4 separate regions of the Mus musculus genome follow, and regions 1, 2 and 3 are each linked to region 4. Evidence: chromatin contacts called from public promoter capture Hi-C data. All regions are on one chromosome and are shown on one strand. The core of a region is the stretch at or near the end of the contact, and the rest is flanking DNA. Distances in the headings are between cores, read along the strand shown. Region 1 has its middle 27 kb from the start of Myl9. Region 2 holds the start of Dlgap4 (DLG associated protein 4). Region 3 overlaps Dlgap4 (DLG associated protein 4). Region 4 holds the start of Soga1 (suppressor of glucose, autophagy associated 1).

Evidence for each region. Promoter capture Hi-C pulls out the DNA fragments that hold promoters and counts their contacts.
Region 1: a promoter capture Hi-C map of pre-B cells shows a contact between it and region 4, with 5 times the contacts expected there. The contact joins the enhancer-like site here to the promoter of Soga1 in region 4. A contact is called at or near these places in 20 of 39 promoter capture datasets (the 3T3-L1 cell line, the C10 cell line, the HPC-7 cell line and 13 more), 2 of 15 datasets of contacts at CTCF or cohesin (the NIH/3T3 cell line and large pre-B cells), 4 of 484 Hi-C or Micro-C datasets (the CH12 cell line, bone marrow-derived macrophages, cerebellar granule neurons and 1 more), 17 of 115 datasets of contacts at active chromatin or transcription factors (bone marrow-derived dendritic cells, bone marrow-derived macrophages, craniofacial prominence and 11 more) and 3 of 9 other capture datasets (adipose tissue, embryonic stem cells and liver).
Region 2: a promoter capture Hi-C map of embryonic stem cells shows a contact between it and region 4. The contact joins the promoter of Dlgap4 here to the promoter of Soga1 in region 4. A contact is called at or near these places in 6 of 39 promoter capture datasets (embryonic stem cells, hematopoietic stem and progenitor cells, liver and 1 more) and 1 of 484 Hi-C or Micro-C datasets (embryonic stem cells).
Region 3: a promoter capture Hi-C map of hematopoietic stem and progenitor cells shows a contact between it and region 4, with 4 times the contacts expected there. The contact joins the enhancer-like site here to the promoter of Soga1 in region 4. A contact is called at or near these places in 7 of 39 promoter capture datasets (the C10 cell line, the HPC-7 cell line, cranial neural crest and 3 more), 2 of 15 datasets of contacts at CTCF or cohesin (the NIH/3T3 cell line and pro-B cells), 1 of 484 Hi-C or Micro-C datasets (the G1E-ER4 cell line), 8 of 115 datasets of contacts at active chromatin or transcription factors (embryonic stem cells, large pre-B cells, memory CD8 T cells and 3 more) and 4 of 9 other capture datasets (adipose tissue, liver, macrophages and 1 more).

What each region holds. Positions count from the first base shown.
Region 1 is chr2:156,799,098-156,806,385 of GRCm38.p6, reverse strand. No RefSeq gene overlaps it. Among named protein-coding and RNA genes, the nearest start is that of Myl9, 27 kb to the right of the region's middle. Within about 2 kb of position 5,580, at least 4 of the 459 cell types and tissues checked have an H3K27ac peak or open chromatin away from gene starts, as enhancers often do.
Region 2 is chr2:156,610,149-156,617,711 of GRCm38.p6, reverse strand. It overlaps Dlgap4 (DLG associated protein 4), which reads right to left and starts at 4,015. Exons shown (of 13, transcript NM_146128.6): 1 at 3,854-4,015. Gm14169 (predicted gene 14169) reads left to right here and starts at 4,290. Exons shown (of 4, transcript NR_040372.1): 1 at 4,290-4,426; 2 at 4,516-4,767; 3 at 5,138-5,245; 4 at 6,485-7,563.
Region 3 is chr2:156,747,416-156,754,106 of GRCm38.p6, reverse strand. Dlgap4 (DLG associated protein 4) reads right to left here. Exons shown (of 13, transcript NM_146128.6): 9 at 5,687-5,775; 10 at 4,751-5,163. Among named protein-coding and RNA genes, the nearest start is that of Myl9, 25 kb to the left of the region's middle. Within about 2 kb of position 4,191, at least 26 of the 459 cell types and tissues checked have an H3K27ac peak or open chromatin away from gene starts, as enhancers often do. A contact at or near this core is called in hematopoietic stem and progenitor cells, where this site is marked.
Region 4 is chr2:157,074,645-157,081,598 of GRCm38.p6, reverse strand. Soga1 (suppressor of glucose, autophagy associated 1) reads left to right here and starts at 2,334. Exons shown (of 15, transcript NM_001164663.1): 1 at 2,334-3,370. The coding sequence starts at 2,690. It also overlaps a transcript of Tldc2 not described here.

The sequences.
Region 1 (7,288 bases), core at 4,331-6,830, 280 kb after region 4:
CTCATTTTTTTAGTGTGGCGTTTCTTCAGAGCAATGCATTCACATTTGTGTCACAGGATGCATGGAATAACAAGACAGTGAATCTTGTGTGCTTCAGTCCTGCTTCTGATCTTCCTTAAAGGCTCTATGACAACATTGGCAGACATTATCTCTTTTAGAGAGATAGAGACGTTTGCTGATTCCTTTAGCTCTTTTACTCGCCAGCCACGGAGGACGGGAGCATGCCAGCCCAGGACTGTCCCACTCCCCTTTCTTCACAATAACTAAGTTGAGAATGCTCAGACTGGCACCCACAGTGCACCTATGAATAGGCTTGCACCTCCTCTCTCCAATTTCTCTGGTCCATAACAAGAATGCCCCTAACCCAACAGCAGGCATCCTGTACCGTGGGTCAAGATGCCTTGCTCATGGGAAATCCTTGTTTCTTGTCTCTGTCACTTTATTTTAATGTGTAAATGGGAGCACGTCAGCTTCACACTCTTCACCCAGAGCTCTGCCAGCTACTTCTGAGGCTGTGGCTGTGTGCATCTAAGAGAAAGTACAAGTTTGTGTTCATCGTCCACGCCCAGTGTTTCCCATGGCCAGTGGCTGGGAAGGAGATATTTAGCTTCGTCTCAGCACCATGAAAAAGAGCTCAGGTTAAAAAAAGAATAAAATAAAGACGGTGCCTGATGTGTTGCAGGCCAGCTTTGAACTTGCTACAGCTAAGGATGACCTTGGAGTCCTGATTCTTCTTCCTCCCATGGTCCATCATTATGTTCTTGGTTTTATAATCAGGGAGTCTTTCTCTGTGGTTCTTTTCCAGTTCAGAGGCCTCTTGTCTTTTTATCAGTATTGTTGGGAGCAGGATATTCAATTGCCTGTGTTAGCCTGTGGAGTCCAGATAGGTAAATCCCAGCGGGTGATGCTGCTGCTGCTGCTGCTGCTGCTGGTTTTGGAAATGGTCTCATGAAGCTCAGGTTGGTTCCCAGTTTCCAATGTACCTAATGACCTTGACCTGTCTCCGTCTCTGAAGTGCTGAGGAAGGGGGTTTTGAGCAAGTGAGGGGCCTCAGGACTTGGTCAGCTCACATCCAAGTACATATGGGCTTCCCGGGAGCCAGGCTGACCTGTCTCAGCAATGACACATGCCATTTTGGTGGCTTTCGGAGTTTGATTATTTCAAAGGTTTCCAGAGAACTTTTTTGTTGTGTTTACTTAGATTCTTGGTGTTCCTGATGTGTTTTAGACAGAATGTGGGATGGTGAGATGAAACCAGAGTCAAAGGGGTTGACGGCATCCTTACATGACATGCGGGAGCTAGGACGCATCCTGAGTGCTGACAGCTGCATCATCTGCTTGGCAGAGTCTCAGAAAACGACAGGGTACACCTGGGAAAGCATGGTTCTTCGATGGTTTTTAAAATTTGATTTTATTTTATTGAGATAGGGTGTCACTACATAGTCCCTAGCTGGCCCAGAACTTGTGAGCAGTCCTCCTGTCTCTGTCTCCCTAGGCGTTACGTGGATTCCAGCCGCTGATTCTGCTTCCTTCCGCAGTTGGGTGTAAAGCTGCTAAGTTACTTAAGTGCCTAGCTACTGTTCAGTCTCTCTTCCCATTGGCTACTGTCCAGTCTCTCTCTCTTCCCATTGGCTACTGTGCAGTCTCTCTCTCTCTCTCTCTCTCTCTCCCCATTGGCTACTGTCCAGTTTCTCTTCCCATTGGCTACTGTGCAGCCTCTCTCTCTCTTCCTATTGGCTACTGTCCAGTCTCTCTTCCCATTGGCTACTGTGCAGCCTCTCTCTCTCTTCCTATTGGCTACTGTCCAGTCTCTCTTCCCATTGGCTACTGTCCAGTCTCTCTCTCTTCCCATTGCTCAGCAAAGATGATTCCTTTCCTCTCCGTCTTTGACAGTGTTTAGTTCTGTCTCTTGCTTTAAGTTTGGCAATGTGACAGTATAGTGGCTTTTTACCACCCTTCCAACCCTCAAATACCAGTCAGGTTGAACATATGTTAGCATATTGAGTTTGGGATCCATCACAAAATAACACAAAGATTTAACTTACAACTAGATTGTCAATTGGCCTTTTCCCTCATCTCCTCCCAATTCGAAATGTCTGACTTCCTCTTCTCTCTACATTTTTTAAAGAAAGGGTCTTACATAGTCCAGACTTGCTTTTGTTGTATGAGAAAAAAAGTTTCCTGGCAACACGAAATATCTACTCACCCCAGATGGGGAACCCACAACAGACCAAAGTATGATATCACCAAAGTCCAACACAGTGATCCTGTGAGTTTAACTGGGGTTACTTGCAAGAGTATGTGTGAGGGGAAAGACAGGAGCAGAAATGACTCAAAGACAGCTGCAGGATCAAGGCCTACCCCAGCATGGGTGACAGCTCATGAAAGCTGGGACCCGGGAGCACACTGCACAGCCTGCAGGCAGCTCAGCAGGGCAGAGAGTGTCCCTTCCACGTGGCTCAGATGGTCTAACCCTCTTCTGAGCAGCTCACATGGCTCCTCTTTGTTTCAGGTATCTGGTCTCAGAATCTTCTTGACAGCTTGGTGTCTAAGATCCTTCTGTGTTGCTTATCTTTCTTAAAGGGACTCTCAGCTTCTGTTGCTTACTCTGGCAAGAAGGGGTATAACTGGACTCTCATGGACCTACTGGGTATGTAAATAAAGATAGAAAAACATTTGTATATTTTAAAAGCTTAGGCCTTTAGCTTGAGCTACCCCTCAGCTCCTCTAACCCCACCAATTCTGCCTCCATCCTGTCATGTGGTCAGGTCTGTCTCTCTGCTCATGTTCACATCTGTCCACCTCTGCGTCTGCTGGCTGAATCCTTTACTTCTGATTCCTCTCCCAACATCCCTTTCTCTTTACCAGAGAAGTCCCACCTTCCACTTGCTGCTTAGCTATTCGCCGTCTGCTATTTATTAAAGCCTATCAGAGAATGCCTTAGGCAGGTGAGAAGGACAGAGACATACCTTCGCACAGTATACCCCAATCTCTCCCCCGTTTAGTCCCCAAAATGGCTTTTTCTCTTAACATCAACAACTATATACAGTAAGAACAATTATGAACACTATCGGGTAAGAACGACACTCACCGCGTTCAGTCCGTTTGTATGTGCCAGTCTTGGAGAAAACCCTTCATTACCTTCCTATCTTGGTGAGTCCAAAGCTTTGCACTGACTAAATCACTTTCGGTCACCGTTCAAGCCTTCACATCCTCTGACTCCTACAGCCTGCATTTTTAATCTCTAATAAGGAAAACTATAAGACTATAACTCTCTAGCCTTCAACCTCATCTGAGACCCAAGAAGGACAAATGTTACCTGAGTGAACAGGAAGTGCAGAGCAAGCAGCTCCCAAAGCTGTAGACATGACAGACTGCTGGCTGCCTGGACAGTCCAGTCACCCAAGGTTCCTTCATATTGTTGGGGCATCCATCTTCGGACATCAAGCCAATAAGATCTGATAGATTCATCCGTGACTTTTGAAGGATTAGCCTACCTTGTCTCACCGAAGTTGGACAATCAACTTCTCTGTGTCCTGTGTGTCCACGGTTTGGACAGCATGCTGTCAGTAACTGAGATGAGAGGCATTTGTTCATTTGTTTGTTTGTTTGCTTGCTTTCCCAATGGCATCTTTGCCACAGTGGAGGCAAACTCCAGGTGCAGGTTCTTCAAAGCCCATCATAATCGTTAGAGTAGAATGGGTGCTGCCAGGAACTTGTATGTCTCTGTCAGAAAAGTCCTTTATTATTAAAATATCTTAAATGCCATGTTCTGCAGATCTCTGAAGTGTTTTGAAGACCATCTGCCTACCTAAAGTATATCTCAGTAGATAAACATTGCTTGTTTCTAGCTATTCACTTTATATAGAGACTAAATAAAGCTTGTTTCTGTAATTAACTTAACTAGTGCCTAACATGACTACAATTAAGATTATTTATAGGTGACCAACTATAGTCTCCCCTCCCCCAGCCTGAAACCTGCTTGCTCAGGGGTGGAGCTTCCCACTCAATCGTTCTGCCACGCCCACTGCTGGAACGTGCAGCTTTGCTGTTTGGAGCCATACACGTGGTCACCCTGCTACTGGACTCCGAGATTATTTGGCGGGAATTGGGCCCCCTTCCCCTGCTTTATAATTGCGTGCAAAACAGTAAAATTGAGCTTTGATCAGAATGCCTGTCTTAGCTGCATTTCTTTCTCTCGTCGCCTAGCCCCTCTTCTCTTCCAGGTTTCCAAAATGCCTTTCCAGGCTAGAACCCAGGCTGTGATCTGCTGGCCAGACACAACAACCAACTACTAACTTTTATTTCTTAATTATCCTAATCAGTTTATAATAGCAGCATTCAAAGGGACTAGAAGTTTGTATCAAATTTATAGATGAATTGCATATGAACAATACCTTAAACAAGAGTTGAGAAATATATACACTATGTTTTGGCAAATATAACCTTACGTTTCTGTCAACATACAAAAATCCATACCAATGTAAAATATTTGATACTTCATGTTGCTTTCTAGCCTAAAAGTAGATTCAATAGTCTACTTTTCTTTTCCCTATATCCATATATTCCCCTCATTTCTTTTTGTCTCACTTTCTCCTCCTTCCCCCTAACACTGGATAAGAGAGAAAGAAAGATAGGGGAAGAAAGAGATTCCCTGAGTCTAACATCCCTGACCACGACCATTAGTAACTTGTAACCAACCCCTAAACAACAGCGAACATCCATAACCCAACCAATGACCAAAATCCCTCACCCCTCCTCTCAGAAATGGGGCATCATTTTCTTAAGATTGCTTCCAGGGCTGGAGAGATGGCTCAGTGGTTAAGAACACTGATTGCTCTTTCAGAGGTCCTGAGTTCAATTCCCAGCAACCACATGATGGCTCACAACCATCTGTAATAGGATCTTATGCCTTCTTCTGGTATGTCTGAAGACAGCTACATTATACTCATATACAATAAATATATATATAGAATATTGCTTCCTGCAATGGCATCATTGGAGCATCCTAAAAAAATTGGGACATTGGTGAAGTCCTGGGAGAGCCGGCTGTTTCACTTGTCCAGGCTCTGTGGGATAGGAAAGTGCAGGGCTTAACTGCAGTCCTGGCTGGAACAGTCTGTGAGGCTGGACCATCTGTGCTGGCTGCTTTGAAACTGTCCTAGATGCAGATTTTTGAGGAAACGGACTGAGGCAGTCTGTGAGGCTGGATCACCACGGACCACTTGCTTTGTCCTCACTGGTGCCTCGTCTTTTTCCTCTAAAAACACAAACTTTTAAAGGTAGATTACATGTATGCATTAACACAAATTTTGAATGTGTAGTGTGCACAAATCAGGTAAACATGAGTCTCTGCTGTGCTTGAGTAGGTGAAAGGCATCAAACGTTCTAATTCCGTTTGGACTGCATAACCAAACTGTAATGTAAATCTTCATCCATGTCATGTGAAAGGATGGTGTGTAATAATAAGCCCTGAGGACTAGGGAGCCAACAAGATTTATCGGCTTCTGTAGACATTCCTGTCTCTGAGCTGTTCCTATGTAAGGGTATCGGCATTTGTGTCAGCTGCTGATTGGCTAGTTTTGGGTCAACTTGACACAGCTGGAGTTATCACAGAGAAAGGAGCTTCAGTTGAGGAAATGCCTCCACAAGTTCCAGCTGTAAGGCATTTTCTCAATTAGTGATCAAGGGGGGAAGGCCCCTTGTGGGTGGGACCATCTCTGGGCTGGTAGTCTTGGGTTCTATAAAAGAAAAGGCTGAGCAAGCCAGTGGAAGCAAGCCAGTAAGGAACATCCCTCCATGGCCTCTGCATCAGCTCCTGTTTCCTGACCTGCTTGAGTTCCAGTCCTGACTTCCTTCAGTGATGAACAGCAGTATGGAAGTGTAAGCTGAATAAACCCTTTCCTCCCCAACTGCTTCTTGGTCATGATGTTTTGTGCAGGAATAGAAACCCTGACTAAGACAGCTGCTATGTTGTTCCTCTGGGTCTCTCCTTCCATGTTTACAGCCAAGGTTTTCAGGAGGCCTTCCCTTAACTTAGAAGGAATCCATAACTTTCCACTTCCTGTTGAAACAAGAGCAAATCCTCTCTCCAGAGCATTCCCTGACTTCCATTCTGAAGTTAACACATCCTTATAATATATGGGCTAATTTCATTCTGCAGTCCTTTCTAAAATCCAATGTTTTTCAGCAGCTGTGCTACCTGTCTCATTGGCATTTAAAAAATGTAAAGTCAGTGAGGCATTATTTAATCTATCTCTGGGAAATCTCATACCCTTCTTCTGTTTTATGAGCATTTCCTTTCAAGTATGGTGAGATCTTTTAGACTCTTCTGTATGTTGAGCCTCTAGGTGCCTTGGATCAAGTGGCTGTAACTTTTTAAAATGTAAGGGCCATTGCTCTACCTAAATAGGCTGGTAAGTTAACCATTTTAGTGTAGGGCAGTTGGTACACTATCAGCAGTGGCCCTCCTCATAGATTTGGATTGCCAACCTGTGCTGTGTCTGCTTACAGACAGCTTGAGCAGTCTGCTGCTATCTTTCATAACATTTCTCAGTACCTTTGTCGGGAGCATCTCCTATTTTCTGTGAAGTTGGAGGAATGCTGATCTGTGCTTCCCACTGTTGCAGTAGATCTCATTCCCATATGCTCATGACTGTATCTGCCACACATGGCTTTAATCTTCCTGTCTGACCTAGTGGTTATATGCATTTCATACATTTTGGACTTTGTTTTACCTGAGACAATGTTCCAATCCCTAGAAGGTCTGTAGATACTTTTGAAGTGGCCCGGCTGGATTCCTGGAATCTTATGAAATTGTTGTTACATCTGCTCTTGTATCCACTAAGCCTTCAATCTCAATTCCATCCGACTGTCATTTCAACTTTCATCTCTTATCATTTAAGGCAGCTTGCCAGAATATCTGTTATATTCAGAATCTCATATTCTATTAGTAAGTACTACTTTTTCTCTGGTAAATGCTGTATCTAAGTTTTGAGCAGCGCTGTTTGTCCTGCCGGGCTTTAACTTTTCTAGTCACATTCCAGAGCTGTTTTTCCTTGTCTGACAGGAAACAAATGATTCGTGCTGTTTTCTGATAGGCCCTAAGCAAGGCTCTGTAGTCAGTTGTCCAACAGTAAGGGATTGCCTCAAATGTCTCTGGATGATCTACGTTCATAAGCCCTGGGTCCACTCCTTCCACATCTATATGTCACAGGGAACTTTCTCCCCTGGATTATCATTAGGGAAGAATTTATCCTCAGAACTGTGTATCTGCAGTCCTTGAGGAA
Region 2 (7,563 bases), core at 2,766-5,265, 470 kb after region 4:
GCTTCTCGCTCAGGAAGTGATGTGCCATCTACTCCAGAGAAGCCCTGGCACAATGGCTATCCCTAGGGCGCAGTGACGGGGTTACTGGTCCACTCTTCAGCCTCTGAGTGGCCGTGGGCAGCTCCTGCACCTCAGTTTCCCCACCAGGCAGACACACTAAGGTATTTCCTCGTCATTCCTGCCAAGGGGAGGGCTAGAAAGTGCGGAAATTGAATGTGACCTGCAAGCTGCAGGGTGCTGAGCGCACCCCAAAGGCTCCAATCTTGGCCTGAGGTTGTTGCCAGGGGACTACTGAGTAGGTGGGTACAGAGAATCAACAACAACTGCTCCCCAGACCACATATACAAAACAGGTAGTCATGTGCAGCTAAGAGCCCAACAAAAGAGTCCAGTGGACTGAGCGAGCATACATTTGTCTCTGTGTCCCCACCATAGGAAGCCCTGCAGGGGATTAGCCATTTACTTAATGTGCCCAGTCAGGGTTCAGTTAAGAGTGATGTCTCTACCTGAGCCAGCCCACTTCACCTCTCTAATGGCAGGATCACCCATCAGGAGAAACTGCTGGCCCCTCTCAGTCTGTGGACCACAACCCTGGACCTGTACACACACAGTCCTTCAAACTTACTAGAGCAGACCAAGCCTGATCCTGCGCCCCAAAGTGCGCACAGAAGCAGCTCATCTTCACGACCAGTGTCCCCGAGGACCACTCAGGAGGCCACCTCTCTGATTAAGACGCAGGCTGCCTTCCTGGCTTTATGAATGCCTGTGGGGTCCTTGGCCGGCAGTGTCCTGCTCCTTCATGCTCAATTCACTCACATCCCTGAGGCCCCCCAAGCCCAGAGCAGCACATGTTCTTGGGGACAGGTTTCCAGCACCCGGCAGCACGGGTCCCCAGGACAGGAAGAGCAGCAGGTCACGTACCAGATCTCCTCTGATTTGATTCTCTGCACCACCCCCGCCCCCCAGCACTAAGCACTGAGTGGAGCAGGAAACACTAGTGGCCCAAAGAAGGAATGGCAGGCAAGAAACTAGTAGCTAGCAGACTCCCCACTCCCATAAATGCAACAAGAGGTAGCTAGGTAGGCAACTGATCTGAACCCACGAAGTGATGCAGAAACAGGTACCCAACCACGGGGCCACAGGAATGCCCAAAGATGCTGGACCTACCCACGGACACACTGGGATTTTAGAGGCCACAGACCTATAACTTCCACAAGTCTGCCAAGTGCCTCTGGGTGTACAGAGCCAGCTGGAGCCAGAGGAACCCATAAGGACAGTCATGTGGGCAACTGGACCTGACCAAGTATCCTCTGTGCCCATCCTCCACTTGGAATGCCCCAGTTCACACTCACCCATTCATTCAAACCAAAAATAAATAAATAAATAAATAATAAATAAACAAGAGCAAGTTCCCTCAGCCAGTCAAGACCCGTCCTCAGCACAAGGAGGCTAATGGGAAGGTGTGTCGCCGCCCCTCCCATGTCAGTCACAGCACAGAGGTCTTGGGGCTGTGGAGATGTTGACAGGGACACAGTGGCCTGGGCACGGAGGAGGCTTTTTTCCAAAGGCAATGTTCAGGATGAGGCCAGGCTGATGAGTTAAGTAGGTGATGTGGGTGGGGACTTGGGGGAGGGGGTATGGGCAGAGGACCCAGTATGCTCAAAGACCCTGAGGCTAAATGCAACCTGAACACAGTCCAGGAACTGAAAGCAGGCCAGGGAGACCAGAGCCAAAGTGAGAGAAGATGGGGAGCAAGATGCAGCTGAGAGGTAGCTGCTGCGGGGAGGGGGCTGGGCTTCAGGCTGGGAACTATGGACCAACTATATGCTTTCCAAAAACAGAAAATCAGAATTAAAATTTTTTCATTCCCATTTCGGAATGTTTAAATGAAAATATACTAAAGTCCACTGGAGTTCGGGAACGCTATTTTTAAAATTTATTTTATTTTATTTTTCAAATCAATGAGTACTCATCAATTACAGTTGTAGGGGAGGGGCGAGACCCTGCTCTCTGCTGGGTAAAGGGCAGCGGACAATATCCCTCAGTGTGTAGGTACGCTGGCATTTATGAAGCCAGATGCCTGTGAGCCACAAAATCCTAACAAGATGCCAGTGGGTGCCCCGATACACTAGATACGTCACTGAGTCCTCTGAAAGCTCCCAAGTACACGTTCCACCCTCAGCCCCTGAGTGCTGCGCAGCCTTCCTTCAAAACAGCAAGTTCGGCTGCCAAGCAGCCGTGCGCCGGCCCGGGGCACAGCCCTCAAACCTGCAGCTCATCTCTGGCTGACACCAGCAGGATAGTCCTGGGTACCGGGTTCTGTAAGTCAGTCATCAGGCCCTGCCTACCCCACACTTTCTCTTGACTCGGGGCCCTGCCCACCTACCTCTCCAGTGCCCAGCCTAGCTCCACCTGGCCTAAATGGACGAGGGCTTCGCGGACACCACTCACAGGCACACCGGGCATTGCCCAGCTTCCGGAGAACCCACACACTCTATCCCACCCCAACCCCAATACAGACACAGGCACACACGCCTGCCCCACGTGCACAGACAGCATCGTCAGAAGCTACTGGGAACATACTCGGAGCTTGTTGAGCAGTCGCTGAAGCCCAGCTGAGGGGGAGGATGGCCCCCCAACCCGAGCCTCGGCTATCAGCCCGGAAGCCAGCTCTGCGGCCCCACCCAGTCCCGCTGTCCTTAACAGTCTGGCTCAGGCCCCTCGGACCACCCTTGGCCCAGGCAGCCCACAGTTTTCTATACCAGAGGAAGGGGAGAGAGGTAGCCACCTGAGGGAAGAATTCCACAGACTCCTCCAACAGGCATTCTGACATGGTCCTGTCTGGTGAAGCCACAGAGGCAGAGGGACCGGACCCTCCCCCACCGCACAGGAGGTGCCAAGAGTAGAGGCGGGGCAGTCCAGCCTCCTTAGGGCTGGGGACTGCAGCCCCCTCCCCCTCTGCATTTTCTACTTCCAAGCAGGTGGAGGTGCTGGGACATTCCCCCCCCCCCCATCAGCACAGTCCTCCAAGCGTAAGGTTCCCCATCCTTTGGGTATCTCCGCCACAACTGGCCTTCACCCACCCACCTACCCACCACCCTTCCCCCATTTCATTTTCCCCCACAACATCAACAGTCGGTGACAGCCCTTTCCGCAACACAGGCAGCATAGAAGAACGCGAGAAAGGAGATGGATGAAGGGCTGGATGGGGAATCCGACAAGGCAAGCTCTGCCCAAGGAGGCCCAGGGACCATCACTTGCCCAGGTAGCACATGTCCCCTCCCAGCAGGCCCTGCACATCTGGACCCAGCTGGCCTCCGCAGCCACCTGGTCTATCCTCCACCCGCTCTGTACGCGAACCCCCGTTCCCGCGGGGCGCCGCACGTGGGGGCCTCCCGTGGCCATGTGAGCGGCCCCCCCACAGCCCAGGTGCCAGGGTCGCTCGGCCCCTCCCGGGCAGACGAGCGCTCCGGGGGCGATGCGGCGCGGGGTCGCCCGCCCCCTCCCCGGATGCCCGGTCCCGGGGAGATCCCGGGAAGGGAGTACGAGCGTGCGGCAGGCTGAAGGCAAGGAAGCCCCGGCCGCCCGGACACGCGGCTGGGAGGGGGCTGCCGCTGCCAGCCGCCTGCGGATGGAGGGCCGGGAACCGCTCCTGCGCCCCGGCCAGGGAAGGGCCGACAGCATCGGAGGGGCCGGCCCGCGTCGGTCCCCAGGCCCGGGCGCCACTGCCCGTCAGAGGATCCGGGAGACCCCGTCGCTGAGCGCATCTGTCCCGGGGTCTGCCCGCGGCTGGGGGCTGCCCCCGATCTAGCCTCGGAGGAGGGTCTTGACGCGTGCCACCCCCGCGCGCTCACCTGCGCCCTGCGCTCGACCGCCTCGGTCCACTCGGCCTCTGCGCTGCGCCCGCTCCGCTCGCTCGCTCGTTCCGCTCGCTCTAAGCTTCGCTCGCCTAGGCCCCGGCCCCGGCCCCGGCCCGCGGGCGCCCCATGCCTCTCCTCCGGCCGGCGCGGCGCCCCAGATGCGGCTGCGGGAGGAGGAGCCGCGCGGCCCCGGCTCCCCGAGAGCGGCGGGGAGGGGGCGGGGGGCGGGGAGACGCGCGCGGGGGAGGGGGCCGCGCGGCTGCGCCCAAAACCAGGCGCGGATCAGGCCGGGGGCCCGGGGCTGCGGGGGACCGCGGGGGCCGCTCGGGGCCCGGCGCGCCACCCCCGCCGCCCGCCCGGGGAAGGGAAGGGGAGGGGAGGGGCACCGCGGCTGCGGACGCTGGGTGTGTAGCGGAAAGAGCGCTTGGGAATCTGCGACCGATCGTCCAGAGAGGGCAGACTACCGGAGCGAGGTTACACAGCGCTGGCCGCGGTGGCGCGCGAACTTGGAAACCTGGGTTATTGAGTGGGTCGGCAGGAAGGTGTTTTGGCTGCGTTCACTGTGGGGTAGGAAAACTGAGGCACGGGAAAGATGCGGCTGGTCTGGGTCTCGCTGCGGGAGTCAGGCTTCTTCTCACCCCTCTTTCTCCCGTTAGGGTTCTTGCCTCTAGGATCGGGTGCCCCCTCCCGGTGACCCGCTTCCTGGAGAACCCTTGTTTTGGGCAGCAGTACCTGGCTGGCTAACGCATCTCTGGAATTCGTGGCCGGGCACCTGTCCTCCCTCTCACGGGGGCTCTGTGATCACGGACCATAGTCCGTGCTTCTCCCTGAGCTCGTTTTTCTACCCGCACAATCGGGACCACATAAGCATCTACCTCCTTAAGAAACCGAAGAGATAAAGAATAGAGGTAAGCTCTTCGTACTGGATCATGGCATTCAATAGGTGTCAAATGGATGTGCCTCCTCCCCTGGCTCCCACACAGCTGTCCCTGGAGAATACTAGGTATGCAACTGAGGCTCCTCCAGGCCTCTTTCTTCTCTTCCACTGCCTGCCCACCCTCCTCACATCTCTACCCCACTATTCTAGTCCTAGCCTCTCCTCTTGCCTGAGCCTGCAATGCCCTCCCACCATCTCTCAGTGACAAACTCCTACTCATCCCTCAAGACCCAGAGCAATTTCATGTACCAGCTTCTCACACTACTGGCCCACCCATGCCTCCCTTCAAAAAAAAAAAAAAAAAAAAAAAAAAAAAACAACCAACCTTCCCTTTCTCCCAGGGTTTGTGCTGTTTGGACTCCCACCAACTACAGCTACTGGCCCAGAGGAGATCTGCCATGACCCATGCTGCAGGAATTGGCTTCCTGGCTAAGATAGGCAGAGGAAAGGTCAGTTTGGAGTCCTAGAGGAGGGTGAAGGGCAGGAGAGGAGGGACTGTAGGTTCAGGCAGCTGTCACTGGAGAGGAACAAGGTCCCTTCCCTTGGGTAGCTAAGAAGACCTCTATGGATTCGGAAGCCTCTGGCAGGGCTGAACAGTGGCCTTGCACTGTGTAGCTGGCTAAAATGAGCAGGTGTCGACCGGCCTCAGAAAAGGGTTTCAGGGCCTTGTTCACCGAGGCTTTACAGCAGCACTGACTATAAGTGAAAAGCTGATCACAGTCTAAACAGCCGTTTGTCTGGAGCCGGGTAAAACAGTGACCACAGAAGGCTGTCCCCATGCCACAAGCCTCAAACATCTGTTAGGACGGGTCACAGAGCCACACTTGGCTTGTGAGGACTCAGAGATGGATTTCATGACTTGTGAGCTTCACCTGAATTCAATATGATCTTTAAAATAATAATAACATTAACAATAATAATAATAATAATATGTAATTGGATTTTTAAAAAAGCAAGTTGCAGCTGGAAGAATCGGACACATAGTTGGAAAACAGACAACATAAGGCTATGCATTATTTGGGGACACTGGCATATGTAATATAAGAATACACACAGGAGTGATGAATAGCAGATTTTGACAAGTAGTGGCCCCGAGGACAGGTGATGGGAGTGTGGTAGAGGCTTCAGTGTCCCTGAAACAGTGTGCAGTCTCAAGTGCCTGTTGTGCTGTTATCTAGACATTTGTAAACCAGATACATTTATATTGTGATAATACTTCTTGTTACAAGTCAGGCAGTGTCTAGGAAGGGAACAGGGAGTGGATGCGATACTGGTTCTTGAGCAGGGTTGTGGCGTGGACAGTGACTGGGAGAGACAGGAAAGGCCAGAGAGGCTGCTGGGGCTGTGCAGGGAAGAGGTGGGAAGGGGAAGACTGGAAAGAGGAGAGAGACTGAGAGAAAGAAACCACAGGCATGCTTGCAGAGGTAGGGGTCACAAGCCCACATGGCCACAGACAGGGCCTGCACAGGGCGTGAGTTCGAGTTACAGGGGTCTGCTACCCTCTGCACCAGCAAACTGTCACCCTAAAAAAGATGTCCCTATGAGGCCATGTCTTCTGGTTTTGCTGAGAGAAGCTAGCAATTCGGACATTTTAATTCATCTTTAGTTAATATACAAAATAATGGGCTCATGATGACATTAAACATTATCTCTCTGTACCTCCCCTCCTCCACCCCTCCCCTTGCCAGCCTCCTACTTCCTCTCCTTTCTGCTTTCATGTCACATACATATAATGTGCATATATTTAAATGTAGATTCTGCGTATTTGAGAAAACACACACTGTTTGTCTCCTCGAGGCTGCTCTATTTTCTCACCACAATAATCCCCGGGTCCATCCATTTCCCTGCAAAGAACATGATTTCACTGTCCTTGTGACTGAATGAAACTCTACTGTGTATATGCCACCATCACACACACACACATACACATATATATGCATACATACATATATACATTATATATGCATACATACACACACATAATTTAGACTGTTTGAAAATGTAAACATTTCCTTTAAATGATAAAAAGTGAGTTAGAACATATTTACTACTGTGGGATTGAGCCATGCAGGACTCTCCAAGTTCCTTGGTTTAGGCGGGGCTCCCAGGCAGGAAATGAAGGGACAATGACACCGAATTTTCCTTTCTGTGAGGTTAAAGAGCAGAAGTCTAGGCAGGCTTCCTGAAGGAGGTGACAAGGAGTGACACAGGGAGATGCCTCCAGCTGAGAAAACAGAAAACACAAAGTCAGTGTTGGGCTAGGTGAGAGAAAGCATCAGGAGGTTCACAAAGGGTAAACATGTGGTAGGCATGATGCCTGTGCTTCTTAGCTACTGGGGTCGTGAATCAAGGCCATGACCATTTGTCACTGTATGCCCACAGACCGGCAAAAATGACTAGGACAATCGCAAAAGTTAGCGAAGATGAAGCTCAGAGGCAGCCCTGACATCCTATTGGAAGGAGGGGGAGCTAGACCACCCACAGGATCCACCAATCTCACTGCTGCTCCACATACAGCATCCCTTCAGTTCCCAAGCAGGCCCCCTCAGCAGGACCCTGGAGTCTGAATGCCTACTAAGTTCCTAAGGAAGCTACCCTGTAGGTCCCCACGCTACAGTGAGTGGAGGTGGGAGATGCCCAGGAAGGTGCACAGAGACCTTTTGCAATGCAGAAGACCTGAAGGCAGTCCAATTAGCAACCGCAGGGAGGGTAAATCAATGAACAAGTGAACAGTGATATAGACGCCGCGGCCGTAGAACAACGGGAT
Region 3 (6,691 bases), core at 2,942-5,441, 330 kb after region 4:
TGGGACCTTTACAACTCCTCATCCCCTTTCCAACCTGACACAGGTTAGTGTTATCTGAGAAGAAGGAACCAGAACTAAAATTACATCAACAAGACTGGCCCATAGGCAAGCCTGTGGGGCATTTTCTTGATGTAATGACTGATGTGGGGAGGGCCAGGCCAGGCCTTTGTGGGTGGTACCACACCTGGGCAAAAGGCCCTGGGTATGTAAGAAAGCAGGCTGTGCATGCTATAAGCACATTCCTCAGTGGTCTGTGCTTCCAGGTCTCTACCTTGAATTCTTGCCCTGACTTTCTCAGTGATGGAATGGGAGTGGCCAGAGCACGCTGAAATAAACCCTCTCCTCCCTAGGCTGCCTTTGGTTATGGAGTTTTATCACAGTAATGTCTAAATAAGACAACTAAGGATCTCTGTAAAAATGGGCAAATGGATCCAGGAGTGATGGTGCATATCTTTAAACCTAACACTCAAGATGAGAATATAACACCAGCCTGGGCCACGATCAGATCCTGTCTCAAAATGGAATCAGTGAGCTGGTGAGCTGGTTCTGTTGAAGGTGCTTTTCTTCCTAGGCTGATGACCTGAGGTCAGTCCCCAGGTGGGAGGTGAACCTGCTCCTTCAGGTTGTCTTCTGGCACATGTCCCCTCCTCTGCATGAAGTAATGGAGGGAAGGGACACCCAACATCAACCTCTGACCTCAGTGTGTGTACACAGGGTATATGCATCTATCTGCAGTGCCACACACACACACACACACACACACAAAGAGGTGAGCTTTATGTTAAATATTTTGCCACAATAAAATTACGAAAAGGGGCTGGAGAGATGGCTCAGTGGTTAAGAGCACTGACTGTTTGTCCAAGGGATCCTGAGTTCAATTCCCAGCAACCACATGGTGGCTCACAACCATCTGTAATGAGATCTGATGCCCTCTTCTGGTGTGTCTGAAGACAGCTACAGCATATTCATACACACACAGACACACACAGACACACACACACTCACACACACACACACACACACACACAAATAAAATTTTAAAAAATTACGAAAAAAAAGGCTAAGTAGGGAAAAGAAGTCAGCAGTTCTACTCATAGGGATATAGTAAAAAGAACTGAAAATAAATATTCAAAATCTTACATACAAATATTAATAGCGATATTATTCAAAATAGATTTCATTATGTTATTACAGAAGGACTCTGGCACTTGTAATATTTCTTCATCTTTGATATTGCCAACACACCTATTACAAACAGTGAGACGTTTGTTGTTTTTATTGGTGTGTTATTTTCATCCATGCAGTGTGTATGTTAGGGGTGCGGAGCAACTGCTCTACTACTGAGCTGCCCATCACCCCAGCCACTTCCCTTTTCTTTAAATTTCTCGACGGAATTAAATGCTGCTGCTGCTGTCGCCAGGTCACAAGAGCAGCCACTCTTGCTCTCACCACCAAAGTGTCACTTTTAAATAGGAAGAGACAACTAAAGCTCCTGGACACTCCAGGAAAGCTCTAACCCTACAGAGAAACAGGAAAGGAACCCTCATGGCTATGCAGGAACAGTCTGAAAAGATGTGTGACAGACGGAGATGACAGCAGCAGGACACAGATCCTGAAGCCTGTCTCCAGTGTCTGCCATGCAGCGCTGGCTCTGGCAGAAGCACAGTGTGCAGCGCCTGGTGGGACATGTCATGTGAGCATACAAAGCCTATGCCTTGGTCAGACTCTGCACAGCAGAGAGACCCGTGGCCCATGCTGAAGAGCAGAGGAGAACAGCAGCACTCCTTCCTAGAAGAGCCAGGCCCACCCAGAGCAGGGCTGGAAGATGTCTCTCACTGCTGCTCTCCTCTAGCTTCTCAGAAGTCAGGAGATGTCATCTCGTATCTCTTGGCCTTTGGAGTGCAATGTGGTGTATTCACTAATATGTTGTATAGTTAAAATAATAATGTCTTTCTATTGGAATAAATAAACGCTCAAGCCAGTTGTGGTGTACACCTTGAATAACAGCGCCTGGAAGGCAGAGGCAGGCAGATCTACACTAAGTTTCAGGCAAATTAAAAAGTATTGGTGAGGGCTGGAGAGATGGCTCAGGGGTTAAGAGCACTGACTGCTCTTCCAGAGGTCCTGAGTTCAAATCTCAGCAACCACAGGGTGGCTCACAACCATCTGTAATGAGATCCGATGCCCTCTTCTGGAGTGTCTGAAGACAGCTACAGTGTACTTAAATATAACAAAGAAATAAATCTTTAAAAAAAGGATTGGGAGGGGCTGGTGAGATGGCTCAGTGAGTAAGAGCACCCGCCTGCTCTTCCGAAGGTCTGGAGTTCAAATCCCAGCAACCACATGGTGGCTCACAACCATCTGTAACAGGATCTGACGCCCTCTTCTGGAGTGTCTGAAGACGGCTACAATGTACTTACATATAATAAATAAATAAATCTTTAAAAAAAAAAAAAAAAAAAAAAAAAAAAAAAAAAGGATTGGGGAGGCCAAGCAAGAGAAGAGGGCCCCAAGTTCCAGCCACACTATACAGTGGTACTCTGTCTAAATAATTGAGAAAGGTGGGAACGAGAAGGCCTTTCAAAGTATATAGCTGATTCTCAAAACATTGAGCAAATCCATTGTTCACTGCAACGCTAGTTCTAACAGCCCGGCGGTTAGGACAGAAATGACCAGCGCGCTGTCCGGTAAGTAAGACAGGCACACTCGGGAACATGGAACATCACCCAGCAGCACAAAGGAATGGTACACACACACACACACACACACACACACACACACACACACACACACACGATACTATGCAGTATGCAGACAGAGGAAAGGCAAAGTTATGACGGTGCTTTCCTGGAGTCCCAGACTTAGGAGACTAAAGAGAACTTAAGTTTGAGGCCAGCCTTGGCTTCATAATGAGTTCAAAGACAGCTTGGGCTACAAAGCAAGACCTTAAGGGTAGGTAAGAAAAGATGAGAGATCAACCCAGCCAAGTCATGTGAAAGGAATTTCAAAAAACAAAAACAAAAAAAACAAATGTAAGTGAGAAGTTAGTGGTGGTAGTATTATGCTTTGTGTGAGACATGGTCGCACTCTGCAACCCAGGCTAAGTCACAACACCCATGAGTCCCCTGCCTGTGCCTCAGGAGCCGGGATTTATAGACATACTGCTAACAAGTTTCACCAGACGCAGTCAAGTGCCTAAAGTTTTCCAGAATAAAATCCAAGGACAGAGAAGCAGAATGGCTTCGAACTGCTCATCACCAGGAAGCACCCACCACACCGCAGAGCCCTAGGTCAGAGATGGTGATCTCGGACAGCACACTTTCCTCTGCATTGTCCCTTGCACGCCAATGTGTAGGTAGTTACATATGTAAATGCAATTATGAGTTTCAACTTTATGCCTAAATTGTGAGGTCTGAAAGGCATGCTAACTATCCAAAAAGTTCTCTCAGGATAAAGAGAAAAGTGAGTCGAAGATCAAGCAGCCAGCAGGTGAAGTGTCCAGTGGGAAAGGGCCCAGAGCAGTGTCTGAGGAAGAAAGGACAAGGTTTACAGGTGGAAACAGATCCAGAGAGCATGGCCAGGCCCAAGCAAGACAAGGGAACCAGGAAAGATAGGAAGCCCGAAGAAATTAATACTTAGTGACTTAACTCTGAAGAAGAAAGGGAAAGCCATCACACTGCACTGAAGAAGTATGCAGGTGAATACAGAACAGACCACTGGTGTGGCCACAGGAGCACTGGTCGGCATGGCCACGGGAGCACTGGTCGGCACGGCCACGGGAGCACTGGTTGGCTGCCTTCTGTCAGACACTTGGTGCTTTCTGATCTCTGCCACTGGTCTGATTTTTTTTTTTAAATACGTCATAATTAAATCTATTAGGTAGAAACCTCAAGAGTTCCCTGCCCCAAGGTGGGTGTAACATCAAAGCAGGGAAGAGGCTCAGAGGACAGTGAAAACTGACTCTTCCAACACCCTGTAAGTCATCAAAGGTGTCCTCAGAATACATTATCAGGGCCACTGGGATACAAGTCTATCCTACCCGCACCCTGAGGCCTGTCCTTCCTGAACCTTCAGTGGAAGAGGAACCACCTGAGAAGCGGAGCTCTAGTAGAATGTGGTCAGCACAGGGTGATAGCCTCAAGGTTCCCAGCCTCTGGCTGCAGGCCGTGACTCAGGCTCCCTGCACAACATCTGTCCCTTTCCCTGGCCCCTTTGTCTTGGTAGTGCGCAAAGATAAACCCAGGGCTCCTGTGTGCAGGCAGTCCTGGCCGGGCCTAGCTTCTTAGCTTCCTTTTTGTTACGTATCTAGAGTACTGACGGAAACTAGGTAGAAAAGCAGAACTCTTCTCGCCATTTACAGTTCTCTCCTGTGGGGCCATGTCAGATGCCTGTACTTAGGGAACACAAGCACTCAATGAGGAGCTGGGCAGGTATAATTAGGGTGGCAGGTCTGTGTCCAGCACTTCGTCAGGGCCTTTCCACTAATTACCACTCAGTCCTCACAAGGTTCTTATGCGGGCAGAGATGAAGATCAAAAGCAGGTGACTGAGCTGGGATCGTGTGTGAGCAAGCCCACAGCCTGACAACAGGGAGCTACTATCATAATGCTCATCTGGGAAGAGGTCTGGCTAGGCAGACGGAAAGAATGAACACTGAGAGGCAAGCTCACAAAGTGAGTGTAAGAACAGGGCCTATGATCCTCCCCGAGAGGCTCCAGACACACCCAGGGGATCACCCTTGTGACACCCACCTTCTTCAGAGAGGTTGTTCTCTTTGGTCTCCTTGTCCATCTGGCAGCACCAGCCTTCCAGTCTCTCCGTTTCTGCCTGAAGGAGCTTCAGGAACCAGTAGCCATCCCTGCGGCAGGCCCCTGGCTGAGCGGGCTCTGCTGGGGAGCTGGAGGAAGTCTCCAGCCAAGGGTCGGGTGGGGGCAGCGAAGACGCCTCCAGGGCAGGGTCGCTGTTGTCTCCATAGGAGAGGTTGCGCTTGATCTGGGCAATCTTGGGGGCCTGTCGGGGGCCAGCATCAATGCTGATGGAATTGGGGTGTGAGGTACAGTCTGGGAGACTCCTCTCAGATGACTTACAACTGGAGTCGTTGGCATCCTGGGTATCAGAGTCAGTGTCCCGACGGGAGGACATGCTGTGAGAGGGGGCACTGCTTCTGTTGGGGGAGGATGGGGACAGGAAGGAATGAGTCACTAAGAGGGCCAGAAACCAGCAGCCACCTGACCCGGACACACGGGGAGACAGAGAAACGGATGCATCATCTGCTCACCATGCGCCTGAAGCGGGTCCCACAGCCCCCGCTCATTCTCTGCTCAGCCCTTGCCCACCCTGCCCATGCCCACACGCGCGCACACACACACACACACAAGGACAAGGTCATAAGGTTGTCTGTTTACTGCAGTGGGGCCAGGAAGACCACCAGTATCAGGGAGCAGGGGCCACAGCCCAGCCCAGCCCAGCCTCGTTCCCCTTGGGGTGACTGGTCTCAGAGCAAGCGCTCATGTGTCCACCCACCTGCCCCGCCCAGCCCCCACACCTGAGCCACCACCCACACCCACACCCGGCTTGGTTATTAGAAATCCAGCAAGGAGAAGTGGGTTAGGGAGAGCAGGAGAGGTGAGGGCGGAGGGAGGGAGAGGAGAGGGGAGTAGCAGCCACCACACCTCTGTCCAACTTACCGCCAGTCGTCCTCTACCTGAATCCCGATGGACTGGAATTTGGTAGCGGGACTGGGCTCCTCTTTTGGCACTGGCTGAATGCAGTCAACCTTATTGAAGGACAACGACAGCCACGGCACGGAGACAAAGACAAGAATAAAAACAAACACCACACTTGCTGCTGAAATTCACATTAGTGGGACGACGCAAACAGACATGTGGACAGACGGACACGAGGCATGCAGACACTGCACGTAGGCCCAAGTAGGGCCAGGTTAAGCCGGGCACTGCTCATTCGCGAGGAGGCGGGAGGGGATGGAGATGACTGGCTTTCCCTACTCTGAGGAGGGCGCCATCACATCGATCGCTTTTGGTCCGTTGTCCTCCGAGAGGTGGGAACCGCTCCTTCTAGTCCTCTCCTTTACACGATCAGAGAGAAAAAAGGACGACGGGAGAGAACACACACAAAGCCACAGCCGTTATCTGGTGTAGTTGAAGCCGAGGGCTGTCTGGAGGCAAAGATCATTCCCCTAACCCTGTAGTGCAGCCTGAAAGGGGAACAGCGGCACCTGTAGTGAGTGCCAGCCACAGACAGCAATTCTCAGACCCAGAACCCAGAGCCAGCAATGCTATGGGATCCTGCCCCTGGACCTGTCACACTTGCTTTGTAAAGGGGAGCAAATATGGCAGCAGCCATTCCCCGGACCCAACCACAGGGCAGCCAGCTTAAACCCACCCATCATGGTCCCAGCACAGGGGGGAGCTCACATCTGATCTGGGCCTTGAGGTGTCAGGGTGAGAAGAAATGACAGCCTCAGGAGCTGGGATTCTGGGGCAGGGGTCATGGAAGCTTTCTGCTTGGGACAGGAATAAAATCACATTTCCTCCAAGGAGCTATGACGAGGCATGGAGCAGGGTGAAGCCAGGCACTCAGAAGGCACTAAGCCAGAACCCTCTCCCCAGGGCCATGCTCTGAGTAAAAGAACCAAAGCTGGCCCTGACTGACTCGCAGGCCTACTAGGAAGG
Region 4 (6,954 bases), core at 1,085-3,584:
GCCAGTGGGGACTAGAGCTAGAGTTGGCTGGACGGACTTTACGGGACCACCCCATGAGACCTAACCGTACTTTTCATGTGGTGACCGGATTCCACGGATGGAGAGAGGGAGCAACAGAGAAAGCTTGTGAGTGAGGGCTTGCCAGATGCCATGCCATGCCATGCCACAGAGGTCTTCTGCCCAGGCTGGAGGGCAGGAAGCAGACCCTGAGGCTGTTGGCAGTGCCAGGATGGCTATGAGAAGAGCTAGCGATCCGATGGGTGACAGCAACTCCTAAAAGTTGTCCTCTGACCTTTTATGTGCACTGTGGCATGTGTGCACTTGTGTGTGTGTGTATGCATGTGTGACATGCACACATTACTACTACTACTACTACTACTACTACTACTACTACTACTACTACTACTACAACAACAATTGGAATATATATCATGTGCTTCTTTTTGGAGAATGCAACCAGACATAAATTCCTTAATCCTGCTGGGCGGTGGTGGCGCAAGCCTTTAATCCCAGCACTCGGGAGGCAGAGGCAGGTGGATTTCTGAGTTCGAGGCCAGTCTGGACTACAGAGTGAGTTTCAGGACAGCCAGGGCTACACAGAGAAACCCTGTCTCGAAAAGCCAAAAAAAAGTTCCTTAATCCTTCTGAGACAAGAGTTGACAGACTTTTGTACTCCCAGCTGTTTGGAAAGCTTAAGCCCATGAATTCAAGGCCAGCCTGGCAATAAAATGAGACACCATCTTGAGAGAGAGGTGTGGGGGGAGAATTCTAAGATTCTTTGTTGAAATATGGAGCATGGTCTGCATTAGTGCCTACCCAGCTGAGGATGGTCTCATGCATATGCCCTCACACTGCAAAAACCCATGTTCTATAGGAAGCAACAAGTTTCAAGAACTGCACATTCTCTCTGTATCACTTCAATGAGCCCCTTAAGAGCAGGGACAATCACGATAATGAACTTGTAATGGACCCATTAGAGCAGGCTAGGACTGGACTCCGCGGCTTGGGTGTAGGAGGACTCCCCAGGGTCCTCAGGGTTCCCAGGTGCTAGGCAGACCTGCTTGTACTTCGAGGTGGATGGTGGGTCAATAAAAGAAAAAGGAGTAGACCTTGAACTAGTTGGCCATGATGTAGGTCAGGTTAGGAGAAAGGGGAGGAGCCAAAGTAAAGATGAGGGAAGAAGAGGAGGACGAGGAACCCATGGAAAAGAAGGGGGAAAAGAGAAGGGGAGAGAAAGACCGAGAAGGGTCTAAAGGAAGAAAAAGAGGCTGCATAGTGTGTGTGTGTGTGTGTGTGTGTGTGTGTGTGTGTACGAGCTACCTTCTGGGTGGCAAGAGACTGGGCAGCTACCATGCTGATGAGTGCCTTCCCAGGGCCAAAGAACTTACTATGGTTTAGGCACAGTGTGGAGAGGGCAGAGGTGAGGAAGGTGTAAGGGATTCTGAGAAATTAACTCTGATAGCCTGAATAGCTCAAGAGGAAAGAAACCATGCCCACCAATACTGGGGCCTTGGAGTCTGTGGTGGAGTCAATCTGACCCTGTTGGTATTCAGGGTCACAGTCCCATGCCAGCCCCTAACCGGCCTAGAACCTGCCCCCTAAGCACCTAACGGTCTGGCATCCTCAAGGCACAGCCTGAAGTTAATCGCAAAGACCATGAAATTGGGGTCGGGGAGACAAGACTATGCCCGGGTTCATAGGCAACTAGGGTGTGCAAGATCCAAGATGCACGCGGAACGCCACGGTTCCAATGGCAGCGGACAGATAGACGAGGCAAAAGGAGTCCAGCATACTCTGTAGGATCCATCCTGCTTCCTTCTCAGACCAAGAACCGACCGCGTGCCAGGTCGTGTTCAGTTTAAGGTTCTATAGGATGGGGTCGTTTGTCATGCCCAGTTAAAGGGGGCGGAGTTCGCGCAGGCTCAGCACCCACAAGGGGCGCGCGGCGCGGTGCTGGGTGTGCATGGATGCTGGCTCCGGCCCTTTGAGGTCCGCGGGGCCTCTGCCAGGGAATAGTCTCTCCTGTCGTCCACGAGGCCCCTACGGCGACGCCGGGCTTCCAGGCTCCTCGGCCGGGTGTGATCCCCCAGCCCGCAGAGGAGCGGCCGGCGGCCCGGAGCGGCGGGAGCGAGCCGAGGCCGCGGCTGCCCGGGCCCGCCTGACCCTCGAGGGGGTCGCTGTTGCCTCGCGGATCCCTCCCTCGCTCCCCGCTCGCGTCCCTCCCCGCTGCTCCCGCCGCGTCCGCCTTTTGTTCGCCGAGCCGCGCGCCCCCGAGCCGAGGCGGCGGGGCGGGGAGCTGGCGGGGCTGCGTGGGGGGCGGGCCGCGCCGGGCGGAGCCGGGGCCCTGGCCTCAGCCGGACTGGGAGTCCGAGGCGGCGATCGCCGAGCAGGCTGCAGTCGGGGTCCGGGCGCACTCCGGGGGCGCGGCGAGGCGGAGGGGGCGGGCACCGGGCGGAGCCGGAGTCGGAGTCGCGGCGCCTGGAGGAGATCGGGCCGCGCGCTGAGAGCACCGAGTGGCGGAGAGGCCGCGCGGCGCGGGGCAGGGCCCGAGCGCAGCCCCCGGACGCAGGAGACCGGAGCGCAGTCGCGGCCTGAGCGGCGGGAGCGCATCCGAGACCCGCCGCAGGGACACCCAAGCCGGCCACTCCCGGGCCATGCGCGCCGCTCGCTGAGACCCGGGGAGGCCGCGATGGAGACGCCAGCGGGAGAGTCATCGGCGCGGGGCTACGGCCCCCCGCCTGCGCCCGCGCCCGCCGCGGAGAGGAAGAAAAGCCACCGCGCGCCATCACCAGCCCGGCCCAAGGACGTGGCCGGCTGGTCTCTGGCCAAAGGCCGCCGCGGCACAGGCCCGGGCTCCGCTACAGCCTGTGGCACCGCGTCCTCGGCGAGGCCCGACAAGAAGGGGCGCGCGGTGGCTCCTGGTACCCGAGGCACGGGGCCTCGGGTGGCCGGGGTGCGCACGGGGGTCCGCGCCAAGGGTCGCCCTCGTCCCGGTACCGGGCCCCGCCCGCCGCCGCCGCCGCCCAGCCTCACGGACAGTAGCTCCGAGGTGTCGGACTGCGCGTCGGAGGAGGCGCGCCAGTTGGGCCTGGAGCTGGCGCTGAGCAGCGACGCCGAGTCTGCGGCGGGCGGCCCGGCGGGGACCCGCACCGGGCAGCCGCCCCAGCCAGCGCAGTCGGGGCAGCAGCCTCCGCGGCCTCCCGCCTCCCCGGATGAGCCGTCGGTGGCCGCATCGTCGGTGGGCAGCAGCCGCTTGCCACTCAGCGCCTCGCTAGCCTTCTCCGACCTCACCGAGGAGATGCTGGACTGTGGGCCCGGAGGCTTGGTGCGGGAGCTGGAAGAGCTGCGTTCCGAGAACGACTATCTCAAGGTGGGGACCTGGGGGGGATGGGGGAGGCGCAGGGGCGGGAGAGGACTGGTCATCCGGGCTCAAGAGTCCAGGGCGCTGACCAAGCAGGGAGAGTGCCCCACCTTCTCTTCCCACTTTTCCGGTGAGGAGGATTATGGATAAGACACCGAGTAAAGGACCCCAATGTGCACTTTCCCACCCGCGGTAAAACTGTTTTAGAGGACACGTTCTGATGGGTGAGTGGGGATAGTCAGCCAAGGCTGACCTTCCCCCCCTCTAACCTGCCCAGGACCCCGGTCCCAGATCAGCAGGCTTTCTCGGCTCTCTGTTCTGGAACCAATGTCCGTGTGTTAGGCTGCCAGGGAAACCGTGCTATCCCCTGGCAAGGAGAGGCAGAACACCATCCTAAGTCCTTACCCAGGGCTTCCCCGGCAGGCCTGTCCTCGCCTGCCTTTTGGGGCGGATCCAGTTTGAAAGCGTGACATCTGGGAACATCCCCTTGGCTCGAGTCCACTTCCGCCCAGTCTAACGGTCCCACAGCCTGGGAGGATGATGTCGTGGGAGAACTGGTTCAGAGGCCACTTCCTCAATCCCAGGATATTGTCTTCTGTCCCCTCTGAGAGAGGTTTGGGCAGACTTGGCCCGTGCTCCCTGTGGGAAGAGGGAAACTGTCCTGCTGGTTAGGGGTATTCCCTCTGTGTGTGGGCCTGGAGAGCTGTCTGGGAGAAGCAATCGTCGGTGACTGGGCACCTAGGTGCAGCCCATGCTCTGGCTGCCTCTTCTTTGACATGGTGGCAGCTATGGGGACAGTCCTGCCCTGGCTTCTTGACCTTGGTGTGGGAAGCTGGGATCTTCACGGGCTGCACTGCCGCTGCTGGAAGAGGCTACAGTATTGTCTGCACTTGACAGTTGATGGCCTGGCACAACACCCAGAGTGCCCTGGCCAGGAGCCATTGAGTTGACAGCACTCTAATGACATGTCTGCCCTGTGGCACTTAACTGCCTCTTGCTTCTACTGTCGGGGGAGTCTTCCTTAGGATGTTGGGGTGTCCCTCTTGCTTTCCTTTGGGTCCTCTATCCAGCATGTTCTCAGGAAACTCCTGTACACTAGAGGACACAGGTCTATCTGACAAAGGATTATTTACCACCTGTTTGTAGCCTGGGCCTTCCCCAAACCAGGCCTCCATTTTTTTTTTTTTTCAGTTAAATGGGAGTGTAAGTCTTCACAAAGGTGTTACTCACTGTTGACATTTGGGAGCTGGGGTTCAGTTAGAGGGCGAAGTCTTCTGAAGTCAGTGGTTAGAGTGCAGGCCCTGAGGATGGAGTCAGTCTTCCGAGATGCTCCTCGTGGCTTCCTGAATTCCCAGCCTGAGCTACTCCAGACCTGGACCCGAGCACCAGATGAGCACAACTCACAGTTCTTGGTTTGGTTTCTTCCTGCCCAGATCCCGGGCCCTTTCCTGTGCTCCCAGGAAGTGGTCAGACAGAGTCCCTAACTCCATCTGAAGCTACCCATGAGTATGTAGATGGGAAAGTGGTCCCAGGAGGCTGGGGGTCGAGTCCAGGTTCTCCTAGAGACCAAGACTGGGTTGAGTTCCAGTTCCAGGGCCAGACTGAGCCTCACTTTCTGCCAACCATTCAGTTGAGTTTTTGGGCGAAAGCTTCAGGCCCCTGTTGGATCTGTAGCTTCCTGGCTGTGTAATCTTGGGCACATTACTTACCATGTTTGGACCTGAGTTTTCTCATCTTAAGACTTGAATAAGTACACACAGATCATCCTTAAAGATTAAATGTGCACGTAGCTAGAGCATTTGGCACGGTAGGAAACTTCAGATGCGGTGGCTGAGATCTCCTGCTGCTCTCAGGATGGAGAGCATGGTGCCTTGTGCATCTGTCACATTCTTTTGTGGATTCTATGGGATCAGGCTGGGGTCTTCCTCCTTACCTCGAGGCCATCCATCCATCCATCCATCCAGTCAGTCACTGTTTGCTTAGAGCAGATTTTGGAGTATGAGTGAACTAGGGAGAGCCTCTGTGACACCAAGAGTTAAACAATAGTCACAACAAAACACAATGCGCCTGGTGATAAGGGTGAGCTTTGTGGAGGTGGGGCAGAGGACTCATGGAGGCCAGGAGTTGGGAGATGATGTAGACAGCCAAATGAGGAGCTGCAAGAAAAACATTCTAGACTGAAGAAAGTTGGGCGAGTGAGGAAGGGAGCCATGCCAACTCTTGCTGCATGCATTCAGGCAGTACCCACACTGCTCTGCAGGGCTGTTTTCCACAGTGTCTGCCCTCACGGAGATACAGTAAAAGCCCTGGGAGTGTGGACTGTACACCTACAGGGCAGCTTCTTACTGGAGGTGTTATGTTGTCACAGTGCCAGGGGCTGGCTTAGCCAGAGCAGGAAGGCGACCTGCTCCAGGCAGCCAGGGCTGGGAGTCAGGGAGAAGCAGTCTCCTGAGTGTTTCCTGTTTCTCTAAACTACTTTACATCTGAGGTACAGAAACTGGGTTAGAAGGAAAATGACTCCAAATCCCCAGGGTGTGCACTGCAGACTGACCTTCTGAGTCCAGGGAATGCCCTGGACTCTAGCTGGCTCTCTCGTCAGGTTCACCTCCCTGTGTGTGTGTGTGTGTGTGTGTGTGTGTGTGTGTGCGCTAGGGGTGGCACGGTGTGGGTAAACTGTCAACCAGGAAGGACCCTTGGGTAACTGCATATCTCCTGTCTTAAGAACCCCTGCTCTAGGACCTAAGTTAGAGAGGTAGCAGAACCTCTAGCCTCTGCCAGTGAAAAGACAGAAAGCACTTCTGCAGGGAAGGTGGTGAGCTTGGTGTCACTTGAACTATGCAGAGAGGCCTGGATACAGGCATAGGGTTGGTGGGAGCATCATGTAAATGGTTCTTAGTGTTGGTTGTGATCCCTGGGGTGCAACTGGGGAGGTATGTGTGGTGGCTACAGTCTGACATGAGGTCCCTTCTAGTCAAGGTGTCTGCGGGGGGTGGGGGGGTGGGGGGGTCATCCGATGTGGTTTTTAGGACCCAGAAATACAACTTTAGCTGTAGAGCAGCCAGGTTAACTGGGTCTGACTTTGACCCAGTGGCCTGAGGTCCCTATGACCACTAACCGTTCCCCTTGTCCCCCTGGGCCATGTTGTATCTCAGAGTACTGGAGCTCAAAGATCTGGCTTGGAGCCCTGATTCTACCTTTGCTGTGTGGTCATGGTCAAGGGCTGGACCTCTCCGCGATGCTCTTGTTTTTGTTTTGTTTTGTTTTGTTTGTTTCATTTGTATAATGGAGATGACGGATGGGGTGTGCCTGGACACTCTCCAAGGATTTTCTCAGTAATCAGGGTAGATGTAAATAGTGAAGAAAGCATCTGAAAGTGAGATCCTTGTATTGTGAGGAACTGTTAGGATTTCAAGCCAATGAGCAGACAGGATGTCTGTTTGTTCATTTTCGGAGGAACTGGGAGGAGTCGGGAGGGTGGGCATCCTCAGCCCTTGAGGGTTAATAAACCCTCCCGCTTCAGGCAGGATAGACAGGCAAGATCACATTCCCCCCTGCACAGGCTGGCAGTGGGGAGACTAGGCCCCTGCCTGGGG